Linked DNA regions of Rattus norvegicus: regions 1 and 2 are each linked to region 3. The links are chromatin contacts, called in public Hi-C maps. All regions are on one chromosome and are shown on one strand. Each heading gives the region's core, a stretch centred on a gene start, on an enhancer-like site or on the middle of the called end of the contact. The rest is flanking DNA. Distances are from core to core; before and after follow the strand shown. Region 1 holds the start of Iqgap3 (IQ motif containing GTPase activating protein 3). Region 2 has its middle 34 kb from the start of Mef2d. Region 3 overlaps LOC108350055 (a long non-coding RNA gene).

Region 1 (3,953 bases), core at 802-3,301, 47 kb after region 3:
TCTGAACTCGGGTCTTCACTTGTATGCCAGGCACTTTACTGAGCTACCTCCTTCTCAGCTGACCTTGAACTTTTTATCACCATGCCTAGCTCGACTTAACCATTTTAACTTGCCGTTTCCTGCAGCACAGCCCCTGTCTGCATTTGCTCTGGGGACAGGTGACTGGAATAGGAGAGATAGGGAAAGTGGACCCTGCTTACCGCTTGGCTTCCTCCAGCCGGCACAGGTACTGGTAGGCGACATTCTGTCGCCTCTGCTCATCCATCTCCTCAGCTGTGAGACGATCATCTAAATCGTGAGGGGAGATAGGCAAGGAGTGTGCATTAGATAGGAATCCCAGCGCCCACACTGGGCAGCTCGAAACTACCAACGCCCTCTTCTGGCTTCTGTGGGCACCCATACACACAAGGTGTATATTCACAGACACATGCACGTAAAGAAAAATGAATCTTAAAAAATAAAAGAAGACCTCAGCTCTGAAGCTGCTTCTGAACAAATTCCCTCAGCAGCCCCTTCAGAGCACAGAAACACTCTCTGTGCCCCAGTTCTTCCCACTGTCAGGGAGCATCCTTCTGTGCCAGAGACATTTCCTTCTTTCCTATGGAGTCATCTTCCCATCTTTCTCCTCTTTCTCAAGTCTACCTCATGAACCTCCTTCAGTGGCCCCAGCCAGACCTTTCACAGCTTTCCTCCGCTAGGAGTGTAGCTTCACATCGCAGCCTTCACTAGATGCTAACTTCTCAAAGTTGTGTTATCACGTGTGGTCCCTTGGGAGCACAGCTGACATGATCAACCATTAGCACAGTCAATCATTCATGCGATACCTTTCTGCCAGGCCCTGGGCTGGTGAGCATTCCTGTTTTGCCTTAGCCATGGTCTTTTTACCTCTCCATCTGTTTTTCACGGGGAACACAATATAAAAATAAACACAGGGTGCGGGACAACTTTTTGCAGGAGCAACAAACAAATATGCAGGAGAGCATGGTCGATTTGTCTTTGACTGGGCACTCCAGTCATTTTTACTCCTTATCCTATTTCCTCATCTTCGATATCCTGCCGTATGACTTCAGGAAGGGCTGGGCTTATTTGAATTGGCAGTTCAACAGACACACACAACCAAATACAGATTTGAAAGTGCTGGCCAACGGCAGAAAATCCATGGGTTGGTCTGAGGGAGTTTACAAGGAACAAGAGTTGGTTGTTGAAGCATGGAAAATAAACCAGTAAGTGAGTGACATCACCTCCGAGTTATGAGTTGGGGACTCAGCAAGATGGAATGGGAGGGGCCTCGAGCAAACAAGGACAGCGGCCTGGAGTATGCCTCCTGCGCACACAAGTCCACATACCAAAGGGTCTCAAAAAACAAACAAACAAACAAAACAACCACCACAAAATGATTTTCCTGGAACTCTCGTTCCTTCATGAGGTGGATGGACAGATTTTTGCTCTTTGTGTCCTAGTGGAGAAGGAGTAAAAAGAAAGCAGGTTTTCTTTTTCATTCAGATGATAGGGTGGAATCCTTTCAGCCCTTCCCATGAACCTGAGTTTCTCTCTAAGAAAGCAGTGGGGTAGCCCAGGCTGTTCTTTATGTACTATGTAGCTAAGAATGACCATGAACTTTTGACCTTCAGCCTCCACTTTGCAACTGTTGGAATTACCGGAGTGCACCGCCAAACCGGACCTCCAGGTTCTGCATTTTAAACAGCCAGGTGATCAGGCATCAAGTAATTTGGGAGGCAATGTTTCAATGAGGAATCCCGTCCCGTGGCACTTTTAGTAAGTATAGTAATTAATGAATTTTAAGGGGTCATCTAGATCATCTACATTCCCCTGACCCTAGAGCCTCAGAACCTGGGAATAAGGGGGAGCGCCCTTTGATGGTTCTGCCGCTCGGTTACCCTGCGCACACTTCGGCGAACTCCCCCAGCGAACTGTGCTCCGGGCAGCAACTCCCGCGAAGACCAAGCCCCACCAGCAGCACCCCGCACCACCCTCAGATCCTTCCCGCACTCACAGGCTGTCCGAGCCTGGCCTGCCGTGCAAGACTCCATGTTCCTTCTCCTGCCAGTTTTGAATCTCCCGCCTCTGGGACACCGCCCCTCACTACGGTCACGCTGGGATGGGACGCTTCCCGTTCGTGCCTCAGGGAATCCTGGGTTTTGTAGTTCCTCTTAGAGCTGGGGGCCATAGCTTAGGGCAGTGTCTTGATTTGCTCTTTCTCTAAGGCCCCCGCTGCCCAGCTGGCTTTTTAACAAATAGTCCCTGCCGCTGCCCTTCCTTTCACTAGCCTGTCCCACTTCCTATAGAATTCCCAGGACTCCCTGTGTGCTATTTGGTGTTATACTCTGAACTGGATGACAAATGCAGGGTTATACATGTTCTAGATCAGTGCTGTTATAGCAACAAGAGATAGACGTAGTCAAAAAGCTTGGAAGTCTGTGCCGCACGGAGGGAAAGATCCACTGCAGCGGAGGGTAGAGACCTTCCTAGTAGAGATTTCAGCAAATCTTGAGGCAGGAGAGAAAAACAGATTAATTAAAAGGGTATGGGAAGGAAATGGAGCCTCCCCCCTCCCAACACACACACACACACACACACACACACACACACACACACACACACACACACACACCATGCAGTCTGACTGAAATCGCCAGCTAAGGGTTAAGACTTCCTACTGGGGCTAGAGAGATGGGTCAGTGGTTCAGACCACTGGCTGCTCTTCCAGAGAATCCTGGTTCAGTTCCCCGCATTCATATGACAGCTTACAACTGCCTCAACTCCAGCTTCAGGGCATTTGACAACGTCACACAGACATGCATGCAGGCAAAACACCAATGCACATAAAATAAGAGAAACTAAATAAGTCATTAAAAAAAGACTTCTGGTAGAGCGCTTACCTAGGAAGCGCAAGGCCCTGGGTTCGGAAAAAAAGAACCAAAAAAAAAAAAAAAAAAAAAAAGACTTCACCTGGGGTGGTGGCACATTCTTTTAATACTAGGGGAGGCAGAGGCAGGCAGATCTCTGTGAGTTTGAGGCCGGTCCTGGTCTACAGAGCAAGTTCTAGGACAACCAGGGCTACACAGAGGAACCCTGTCTCAAAAAACAAGCAAACAACAGACTTCCTACACAACTAACAAAGTCGATGATGTGAAGATTACCTATAGAGACAATATTCTTTTTATACTGAAATATTTCAAATAAGAATGATGCAATATTCCAGCTCTGAAAAAAAGAAAAAAAAAAAGAATGACGCGCAATATGAGGAATAAACATGACCATACTTTATATACACATATGAAACTGCCAAAAGGAAAAAAGAAAAGAAAATCATGTTAAGATTACAGTGCACCATGCAGCACACGTGTGCCTTCTGATTTGGCCATATGAACCAGCAATGTGGAATGAAAGACTTAGGGTTCCCCAAGTTCCTTAGGGTTCCCATCACGTGGTAGCCTTTGGCAAGTATGGTAACTGCTAAATTTTAAGGAGCCATCTAAGTCATCGACATTCTTCTGATCCTGGAGCCCCAGAACTGGGAATTAAGAACATTGCTCTTCGAGGGCATTACAGAGCAAGAGAGCAGACACACACACATTACCTGCTCACTGCTACAGGCTCCCGCAGAGCCGTGCTCCCGCAGAGCCGTGCTCTGGGCAGACCCTCATATGCAATCCTGGGAATTGCACAATAAAAAAAATCTTTGTTTACAGTAAAAAACATAACTACCGTCTTGTGCAACCTTCCTGTCTGCCTATGGCCTCCCCTTCTTACCACGATCTTGTCCTGTGACAGCCACTATAGGATCCCACTAAGGTTGCTTGGCAGTCTTCTCAGACATAACTTCAGACGCCATGAAAACCTGATACACGGTTACTACAAAGGTACAGAAAGCATGACTCATGCAGAAGCTCACACCCAGCTTGGGTGTGTGTTCTCTTTTTCTCTACTAA
Region 2 (4,421 bases), core at 127-2,626, 52 kb before region 3:
CTACCCCCACCCCTCCACCCCGCCACAGTACGACCTGTTCATTCTGTCTTCAGTTCATTCACATGCTTCTTAGATCCCAGGCACAAAGTTATCTTTCCAGTGCTCTGACTTTAACTGTGCCTATGCTCTTCCTTTAAGAGTAACCACCCTGGGCTGGAGAGATGGCCCTGTGGTTAAAAACACTGACTGCTCTTCCAGAGGTTCTGAGTTCAATTCCAGCAACCACACAGTAGCTCACAGCCATCTGTAATGGGGTCTAAGTCCTTCTTCTGCTGTGTCTAAAGACAGCTATAGTGTGCTTATATAAATAAAATAAATCCCATTTTGACACAAGGTCTTTGTGACCAAGGTGGTAGTTCCTAACAATATAGGACCCCTGGGTGGGGAGATGGGGCCTCTTGGCTGCTCCACCTTGACAGTCTTTTTTGGGACTCCAACATTCTATTCCTCAACTTGTGACCTGTCTATGGGATTTGATGGCCATTGTACTCTGAGAATGGCAATTGCTCTACCTCTCAACTAAGCTACAACTCCATCCCAATCGAGGGGTTATGTGAGGACCTCTTGAGAGAAAGATTATAAGACAAGCTGTGGAACACTCTCTAAATAAATATTCTTACTACTATAGCAAGGTGTCTGCACAGATTCAGGCCAACAGCTCTCAAGCTATAAATAAGCTTACCGCCAGAAGACAGGAAAATACAGACAGGCCTGTCCAACCTGTGGCCATTAGAGCAGAGGGCATCTGTGAGTACTTCCCAAAACAAAATCGTTTACGGCTTTTTTTTTTTTTTTTTTTTTTTAAGACAAGAGTCTCATATATTTCGGGATAGCCTGAACTCACTAAGTCATCTGGCTTTGAATTTCTAATTCTTCAAACTCCACCTCCCAAGTGCCAGAATTACAGGCGTGCGCCACTATACGCACACACAAGGTCGAACCCCGGATTCTGTACATGCTAAGGGGAGCCTATCAAGAGTTACATCTCCAGCCCCGCGACTTTTTTTTTTTTCTCCTTTTTTATAATTCAATCACGCAAGTTTTTCGGCGTGAGCTTTGTAGTTAACAGTTTTGACAGTGACAAATCGTTGCATTCGCCTGCCGGATTCCTTCTGGAACGCCCAGGCAATGACAGATCTTACGCAGTGCTGTCAATCTCAGTAAATTTGCCAACAGGGCCGAAGGTGCTAATTCTCTCAATTTGTGCAGGAAGTTGACAATGGTGTTTTACGCATGCGCAGCTTCTGGAAGCCCCAGAGAGAATGCTGAAAGCAGTTGTTTTACTTGTAGTTTTCCTAGTGCTAAACCTATTGAGGACGCACGCGTCTTGTGCAGGCAGCAGTTGGCCGATGCTTCCATCACTCACTGGAAGGGCCAATGGAATGAGCCTTGTTACCTACTTCCCACCGAACGCAGGCGGCGCCGGGCGTGGCTTAAAGGCCTTTGTTCCACTTGCGGTGGAACGTTGTCAGAGGCTCGGGACCATGTTCTGCCACTCGTGAAGCCCGAGAGAAGCAGTCAATCGCTCAACGACACCTCCGGGGGCAGAACGGGCGGAAATGGATGTTAGGCCACTCTACGGCCTACCTTCTATACCCGCCCCCTTAGAATGGAGGTTTTGAAACCCGGAAGCAATTCATCGGTCTCCGGAACAAGCCGCGGGCTACGCGGGGGCGGTGCGTGGCGGGCTCGTGGCCCTGCCTTCTGAGAATCTTCCCCTCCCCAGGGGCACCCAGCATGCTTTGGGCACGTGGCAGCTCATATCCTAAATAGGAGCAGTCCTGGGACGCTATCCTGTGAGGGTGGAGACGCATCCCGAGACTGGACAGAGACCGAGAGGTGGAGCTGAGCTCATACAGGGCTAAGGGGTAAATCTGACTCACCCAAGAGGCCGGAACTGACCTGCTGCAAACCTACCAAGGAGCTGCGCTAGGCTGTGTGGAAAGAACACGGTGGGGGCGGGGAAGGGGGACTGTAAACTATGCTATGGGGCTCTACCTCTTACTTTTGAGACCCAAGACCGTGAAATACGACGAGAATGGATTTCCTCTTCGTCCAGGTAGTGAGTGATTTTATGCTGCAGACATTGAAGTCCAGAGCCTGAGGTGGGATCGCCTGGGTTCCGTACACATCTGCTGTTCCTTGAACAAGTTCCCACACAATCACAAACAAGGCTGGAAAAGTTAGCCCATGGAACTTAAGGATGAGTCAGAACACAGTACCACTGGCCTCTTGGTATTAGCAATTAGACAACACTAATAGCGCCTAAGAACCACCGACCTTGATAGCTGAGTCCAAGAGACCCACACCCTAGTTCTATTTTATATGGCAGTACTCAAGGAGTTTGTCCTTTAGCTAAAAAGGAAAGAAGCTGCAAAAAGAACTTGGAAGTATTTTTTATTAAAAAAAAAATTGCATGTGTGTACACATGTGTGTCCTGAGAAAACCAGAAGGGATGCTGGATTAAGAATGTGTCCTGGGGGGGGCTGGGGATTTAGCTCAGTGGTAGAGCGCTTACCTAGGAAGCGCAAGGCCCTGGGTTCGGTCCCCAGCTCCGAAAAAAAGAACCAAAAAAAAAAAAAAGAATGTGTCCTGGGGGGTTGGGGATTTAGCTCAGTGGTAGAGCGCTTGCCTAGTAAGCGCAAGGCCCTGAGTTCGGTCCCCAGCTCCGAAAAAAAGAAAAAAGAAAAAAAAAAAAAAAGAATGTGTCCTGGGGGCTCAGTGATTAAGAGCATTGACTGCTTCTCCAGAGGACCTGGGTTCAATTCTCAGCACCCACAAGGCAGCTCCCAACTGTCCTTACATAGATGTGCAGGTAAGCAAAACATCAATGAACAAAAAATAAACAACAACAAAAAAAATGTTTGCTGACCTGAATTGTTTCCAGCACCCAAGTAAACATCTCACAATTTCCTGTAACATTAGTTCCAATAAACTTGATATGCCCTGTTCTGGCCTCCATTCATCCGCCGCCCCCCCCCCCCCCAACACACAAGAAAGTAAAATCACGTAAAAAGCACAACAAAAACATGCATTGTCTCTCATTTGTCTTGTGTAGGCACCATGCCAGATACTGTCATTCCCTAGCCAGTTTCCAGTCAGCATTCTTTCAGATCCTTGGGACGGTGTTAGAATGTTCGGTTGGTTTCACTTTATTTATTTTGTTTTGAACAGAAGTGCATGTATTCCTTGTTACTCTGAACTCACTTTATAGCAGCGAATGACCTTGAGCTTCTGAGCCCCCATCTCCTAGGATTCCACGTGTGTGGCACCACCTCTGAAGTCTTAGGTGCTGAGTGGAGTTTTGAGCCTGGTACTTCTGCTTGCTGGGCAAGGTCTCTGAGCTATATCCCTGTCCCTCCCCAAGCCATCTCTGCAGCCCCTGGAAGCAGTTCGTCAACTGAGGTCTCTTTCCAAGTGATTCTAGGTTGTGTCAAGTTGACAAAACCAACCAGGCCACACCTGCCATTTTGTACTATATGGGAAGCAGCATACTCAGTATTGACAAGTATTAAATCAAATTATAGTTCTGAAAAATATTGAAGAAGTTCTACATGGAGAACTGTCAAATAATCAGCCAAGGTTGACTGATTATGTTTTAGATTTTTGGTTGTGAGCCTAGCCTTTAACGGCTGAGCCATCTCTCCAGCCCGATGTTTTAGATTTTTAAGACAGGGTTTTACTGTTGAGCCTTGGCTGTCCTGAAACTCTGTAGATCAAGGTGGCCTAGAACTCAAGAGAGCTTTACCTGCCTCTGCTTCCCAAGTGCTGGGATTAAAGGCATGCACCACATACCCAGCCTTTATGTAAAAATAAATTTATCTCATTAGTATGAAAATTTGCTTAAGTTTCTTTTTGAGACATGGTCTCATGTAGTCTTAGCTGGGCTGGATGCTTTAATCTTCAATAATTTAAGATTATAAATATAGATCAGATAGTTTATGCATATTACAGAATTTTATTTAAAATAAATTTGGGGGTATATAGAGATAGCATAAGTATGCTTTCAGGTCCCCTACAGCAAAACTGGTAAAACTGGGTATGGTTGTCAGTGCCTGTAATCCCACACTGGGGAGACACAGACAGAGGGATTGGGACTTGTGGTCAGCTAGTATGACTAAAAGGACGAACTCCAGATTCAGTGGAGAGCGACAGAGGCCACCCTAGCTCTGGCCCTCATACCCGGCTGCACCCACATACATACACAAATAGGAACTTGTCATTTCCAGCAGATGTTTGATTTGTATATTTCACGTTCAGGATATAGAGAACATGAATTCAGCAGAAGAGAGGTTTGTGGGAAGCAAAGTTTAAGAAGCCACATGAGCCGGTTGTGGTGGTGCACGCTTTTGATCCTAGTAGAGGCAAGCAGAACTGCCTCTGCTTTGAATCTGTAAATTCAAAGCCAGTCTGATACAGTG
Region 3 (4,222 bases), core at 1,229-3,728:
ATCAAATGGCAATATCAGAGACTTTGCATGGTGTCTCCTGTAAAGTCACTCACAAGGCTCCACTCAAGTGTCCCTGCCTAACCCTAATCATCTCCCAAAGGCCAACCTCAAATACCATGCTCATATTAAATTCTGCCCTCTTCTGTTTTCTTTTGGGGGCCTTGGATTGAACCCGGAGCCTCACATTCCCCTATCCATGTTCCCAGATGAGTTTCCACCCTCTCGATACTACATGATGGGGATTAAATTTGGACCTAGAAACCCTTGCAGGATGCAGACCAGGTCCGAACCATAGCAGTGACCTGGTCTCACGGGGTACAGCATTACTAGATCAGACAGTAGCTAAGGCAGTCACTGGGGCCACTAGGCTGGCTAACTTCTAGGGTGGAGGCCAGAGCCACTGCCTCTGTGTGGAAGGTGAGCAGGTGAGAAGAGAGATAGACAGTCACTTTGGGAAATAGTTAGCCATGGTCTCAGCACGCTCCTGAAGGGAACAGTGAGGAAGGCTGAGAAGGATCTGTCCCAGGCTGCAGACAGTGCCACAGGAGGGGGAGGTGGGCCAGGTGGATTTTACTTTTGTATAAATTATGGAAGTTTTTCTGTGCTGAGAGAGCATGTGTATTATCTTGTTTGTTTGAAGTGAAATGAGAGAAAAACAAAGGAAATTCAGTGTAAGTTTTTACGAGAGAAGGGTTTGAAGGACTGGGGACAGGTAGCTCAACCGGACACTGCACGCTCAGTAAGCAGGAAGACCGTACACAAACCCAGAACATCAAAACATAGGAATAAAAGGGTTTAGCCAGAGCAGTGGTGACACATGCCTTTAATCCCAGCACTTGGGAGACAGAGGCAGGTGAATCTCTGAGTTCAAGGCTAGCCTGGTCAACAGACTGAGTTCCAGAACAGTCAGAGACACACAGAGAAACCCTATCTTGAAAAAGAGAAACTTTGTTTAATTAAAAAACTAAAAACTAAAAATAAATGTCAAGTGTTGGTGACAGTTTAATCCCAGTACTCAAGAGCCAGAGGCAGGCAGATTTCTGTGAATTTGAGGCCAGCCTGCTCTACATAGTAAGTCCCAGGTCACCCAGGACTAGTCAGTGAGACCCTGTCTCAGAAGAATAATTTTTTCTACATTTTCTACATTTATCTACTTTGTATGCATGCTAGAATGAGCAGCTGAAGGAGCTCAAAGGACAACTTTCAGTTCTTTCCTTCACTATGTGGATTCTGGAGATGCAACTAAGGTGGTCCGGTTACACACTGAGCCATCTCACTGTCTCCACAGTAAGACCTCACTCCAGAAATATAAAATAAAAACTACTGCAATCAAACTTAAATGCCTTCATTAAATTCGGGTGCATCATGCAGCATTTCTCAAACGTACTAGCCCCAGAAATGTTAGACTTTTTTTTAATGTTTGTTTTTGGAGACAGGGTTCCTCTGGGTAGCCCTGGCTGTCCCGGAACTCAGTCTGTGGAACAGGCTGGGATTAAAGCTGTGCATCATCACTGCCCAGCTTACTTTTATTTTTTGAGACAAGGTCTGACTTATTTATCCCAGGCTGGGCCTTGACCTCAGGGTGTCTCTGAGGGTGACCTTGACCTCCTGACTCCCTTACCTCCACCTTCCCAGCACGGCCAACACAGACGAAAATAACTTACTACATTGTTTGCTTTTTAGGACTTTTCCTAGCAGCCCACAGCGTGTGATTCATCGGGCCCCTTCTCTGGCAGCCAGGGCAGGGAGCTCTGCAGGGACTCTCTCCGCTGTCTGTGATGACCGAGGCCTAAAGGCATCTGCGGCAGCACGTGCGAAGCTTCCTGTTACACTTGTCTTCTTTCTTCCTTTATTATGGGTTTATTTATTTTATTGTTGTGTATCTGGATATTTCACCTCTGTGTACGTCTGTGCAATGTGTGTGTGCTGTGCCTCAGAGGCTGCAAGAGGGCATAGGATCCTCGGGACAGGGGTTGTGAGCTGCCGTCCGAGTGCTGGGAGCCTCATCTGAGGCTTCGGTAAGTATTCTTTTTAATGTATGTGAATACACTGTCGCTGTCCTCAGACACACCAGAAGAGGTCATCGGATCCCGTTACAGATGGTTGTGAGCCACCATGTGGTTGCTGGGAATTGAACTCAGGACCTCTGGAAGAGCAGTCAGTGCTCTTAACAGCTGAGCCGTCTCTCCAGCCCCAAGTAAATACTCTTAACCGCTGAGCCAGCGCTCCAGGACACACTGGTTTTTCTTGAGTTTGACAGATTTGCTTTCTTTCTTTTTTTTCCTGGCCGAGAGTCCTTGATGACCTCAGTTTTCTATGGCCTGGTGTTTTAGTCAGAGTTATCTGGAGCAGCAGAACCAAGGGGATATATACAACTATATACATAACTCAGAATTTATTAACTGAGTCTTAAAATAGTAACCACAGCCAAATCACATGTCCGATGCTGAAATCCTGGGAGGTGCCTATCATTGAGGCTGGCTGCCTTCCAGCTAGAGTCTCTCACTAGGAGGTGGCCACAGACAGTCACAGCAGTGGTAACAAAGCTAGCTGAGGCCAGCCTGGTCTACAAAGTGAGTTCTAAGACAGCCAGGAAAGCCTCCCCCGCCTCCCCCAGAAACAGTATTATTAGGAAAATAAATTAAAATAAAAATAAAGTTTTTGTCCTGGTAGTTGGGTGGCTCAGCAGGTAAAAGTAAGTACTCGCTGCCAAGTCTGGTGACCTAAGTTCAATTCCTGTGACCCACATGGTAGAGAGAATTGATCCTCACAAGTTGTACTCTGACCTGACAGAAGTCTGCCTCCCTGATCCTTCCCCAGCTTAAAAAAGAAAAGAAAAAGAGAGTTGGAAGAGGGCTATGCTGGAGAGATGGTTCAGTGGTTAGGAACGCTGGCTGCTCAATTCCCAGCCCCACTTGGTGGCTCCCAACCCTCTGTTACTCCGGCTTCGGAGGATCTGTCTCCCCCTGCTGGCCCTCAAAGGCACTGTGGTACATTTACATACACACAGGTAAAACCTCCAACTCTTTAAAAATAAGGAAAGGTCCTGGTTTGTTTCTGTCAACTTGATACAAACTAGAGTCATCCGGGAAGAGGAATTTCAGTTCAGAAAACTTCTGCATCAGATTGGCCTGTAAGGCATTTTCTTTTTTCTTTTTTCTTTATTTATTTTATTTATACAAGTACACTGTAGCTGTCTTCATGCACACCAGAAGAGGGCATTGGATCCCATTTACAGATGATTGTGAGCCACCATGTGGTTGCTGGGAATTGAACTCAGGACCTCTGGAAGAGCAGCTAATGCTCTTAACCACTGAGCCATCTCTCCAGCCCCTGTAAGGCATTTTCTTAATTGATAATTGCTGTGGAAGACTCAGCCCACTGTAGGTGCTGTCCCTGGGCAGGTGGCCCTAGGTACTGTAAGAAAGTAGCCTAGCAAGGCATAAGGAACAAGCCAGCAGGTCGTGTCCCCCCACAATTCCTTAGTCTCCGATTAGTTCGTGTCTCCAGATTATTGCCTTAAGTCCCATCAGTGATGGGTTATAAACTGTATAATGTAATAAACTCTTTCCTCCTTTGCTTGGCATTTGGCCACAGCGATAGTAAGAAAACAAAGACGACAAGCCATTTAATTTTTATTTATTAGTGTATTAGATTATTTATTTATTTATTTATTTATTTATTTATTTATTTATGATTTTTCAAGACAGGGTTTCTTTGTATACCCCTGGCTGCCCAGGGCCTTGAACTCATGGAGATCCACCTGCCTCTTCCTTCCAAGTACTGGGACTAAAGGAATGTGCCACCACCCAGTCAATTTTTTTAAACCAAGGAAAACAACAAAAGCAAAGGCTTATTGAAGTATAATTTGAATGCCATAATATTCAGCCCTTTAAAATGTACAGTCTAGTGGTTCTCTCTGTTTATGAGCCATTTCCACTATCCAATTACAGGAAAATAAACACACACATTTTCCCCCAGTGTCCAGTCAAACCCAGCACCATAAGTTAGGCTGGTAATCACACTGAGCCACTGAGCTCCAGTCTTGCACGGCCTCCTGACACAGACACTACGTAACTTAGGCTGCCCTTCTGCTCCTCCTGCCTCGGTCTCCAGTACTGGTGAGATTGCAGACTTGCACCACTGTGGCCAACTCTAATTATAAAATATTTTCATCATTCCCCATGCCCTAGGTCCGTTCTTTTCCTCAGTGACTTGTCAT

Evidence for each region. Hi-C and Micro-C count contacts between places; a contact is called where the count stands out from the background.
Region 1: a contact with region 3 is called in a Hi-C map of liver, with 2.1 times the contacts expected there. The contact joins the promoter of Iqgap3 here to the enhancer-like site in region 3. A contact is called at or near these places in 5 of 12 Hi-C or Micro-C datasets (the Rat2 cell line, hepatocytes, kidney and 1 more).
Region 2: a Hi-C map of liver shows a contact between it and region 3, with 3 times the contacts expected there. The contact joins two enhancer-like sites. A contact is called at or near these places in 6 of 12 Hi-C or Micro-C datasets (the A7r5 cell line, the Rat2 cell line, hepatocytes and 2 more).

The regions. Positions count from the first base shown.
Region 1 is chr2:175,838,099-175,842,051 of GRCr8, reverse strand. Iqgap3 (IQ motif containing GTPase activating protein 3) reads right to left here and starts at 2,051. Exons shown (of 38, transcript NM_001191709.1): 1 at 2,015-2,051; 2 at 201-288. The coding sequence starts at 2,051.
Region 2 is chr2:175,936,181-175,940,601 of GRCr8, reverse strand. No RefSeq gene overlaps it. Among named protein-coding and RNA genes, the nearest start is that of Mef2d, 34 kb to the right of the region's middle. Within about 2 kb of position 1,376, at least 91 of the 93 cell types and tissues checked have an H3K27ac peak or open chromatin away from gene starts, as enhancers often do. A contact at or near this core is called in the A7r5 cell line and liver, where this site is marked.
Region 3 is chr2:175,885,092-175,889,313 of GRCr8, reverse strand. It overlaps LOC108350055 (a long non-coding RNA gene), which reads left to right. Exons shown (of 4, transcript XR_010063842.1): 4 at 1-4,222. Among named protein-coding and RNA genes, the nearest start is that of Mef2d, 17 kb to the left of the region's middle. Within about 2 kb of position 2,478, at least 7 of the 93 cell types and tissues checked have an H3K27ac peak or open chromatin away from gene starts, as enhancers often do. A contact at or near this core is called in the A7r5 cell line and liver, where this site is marked.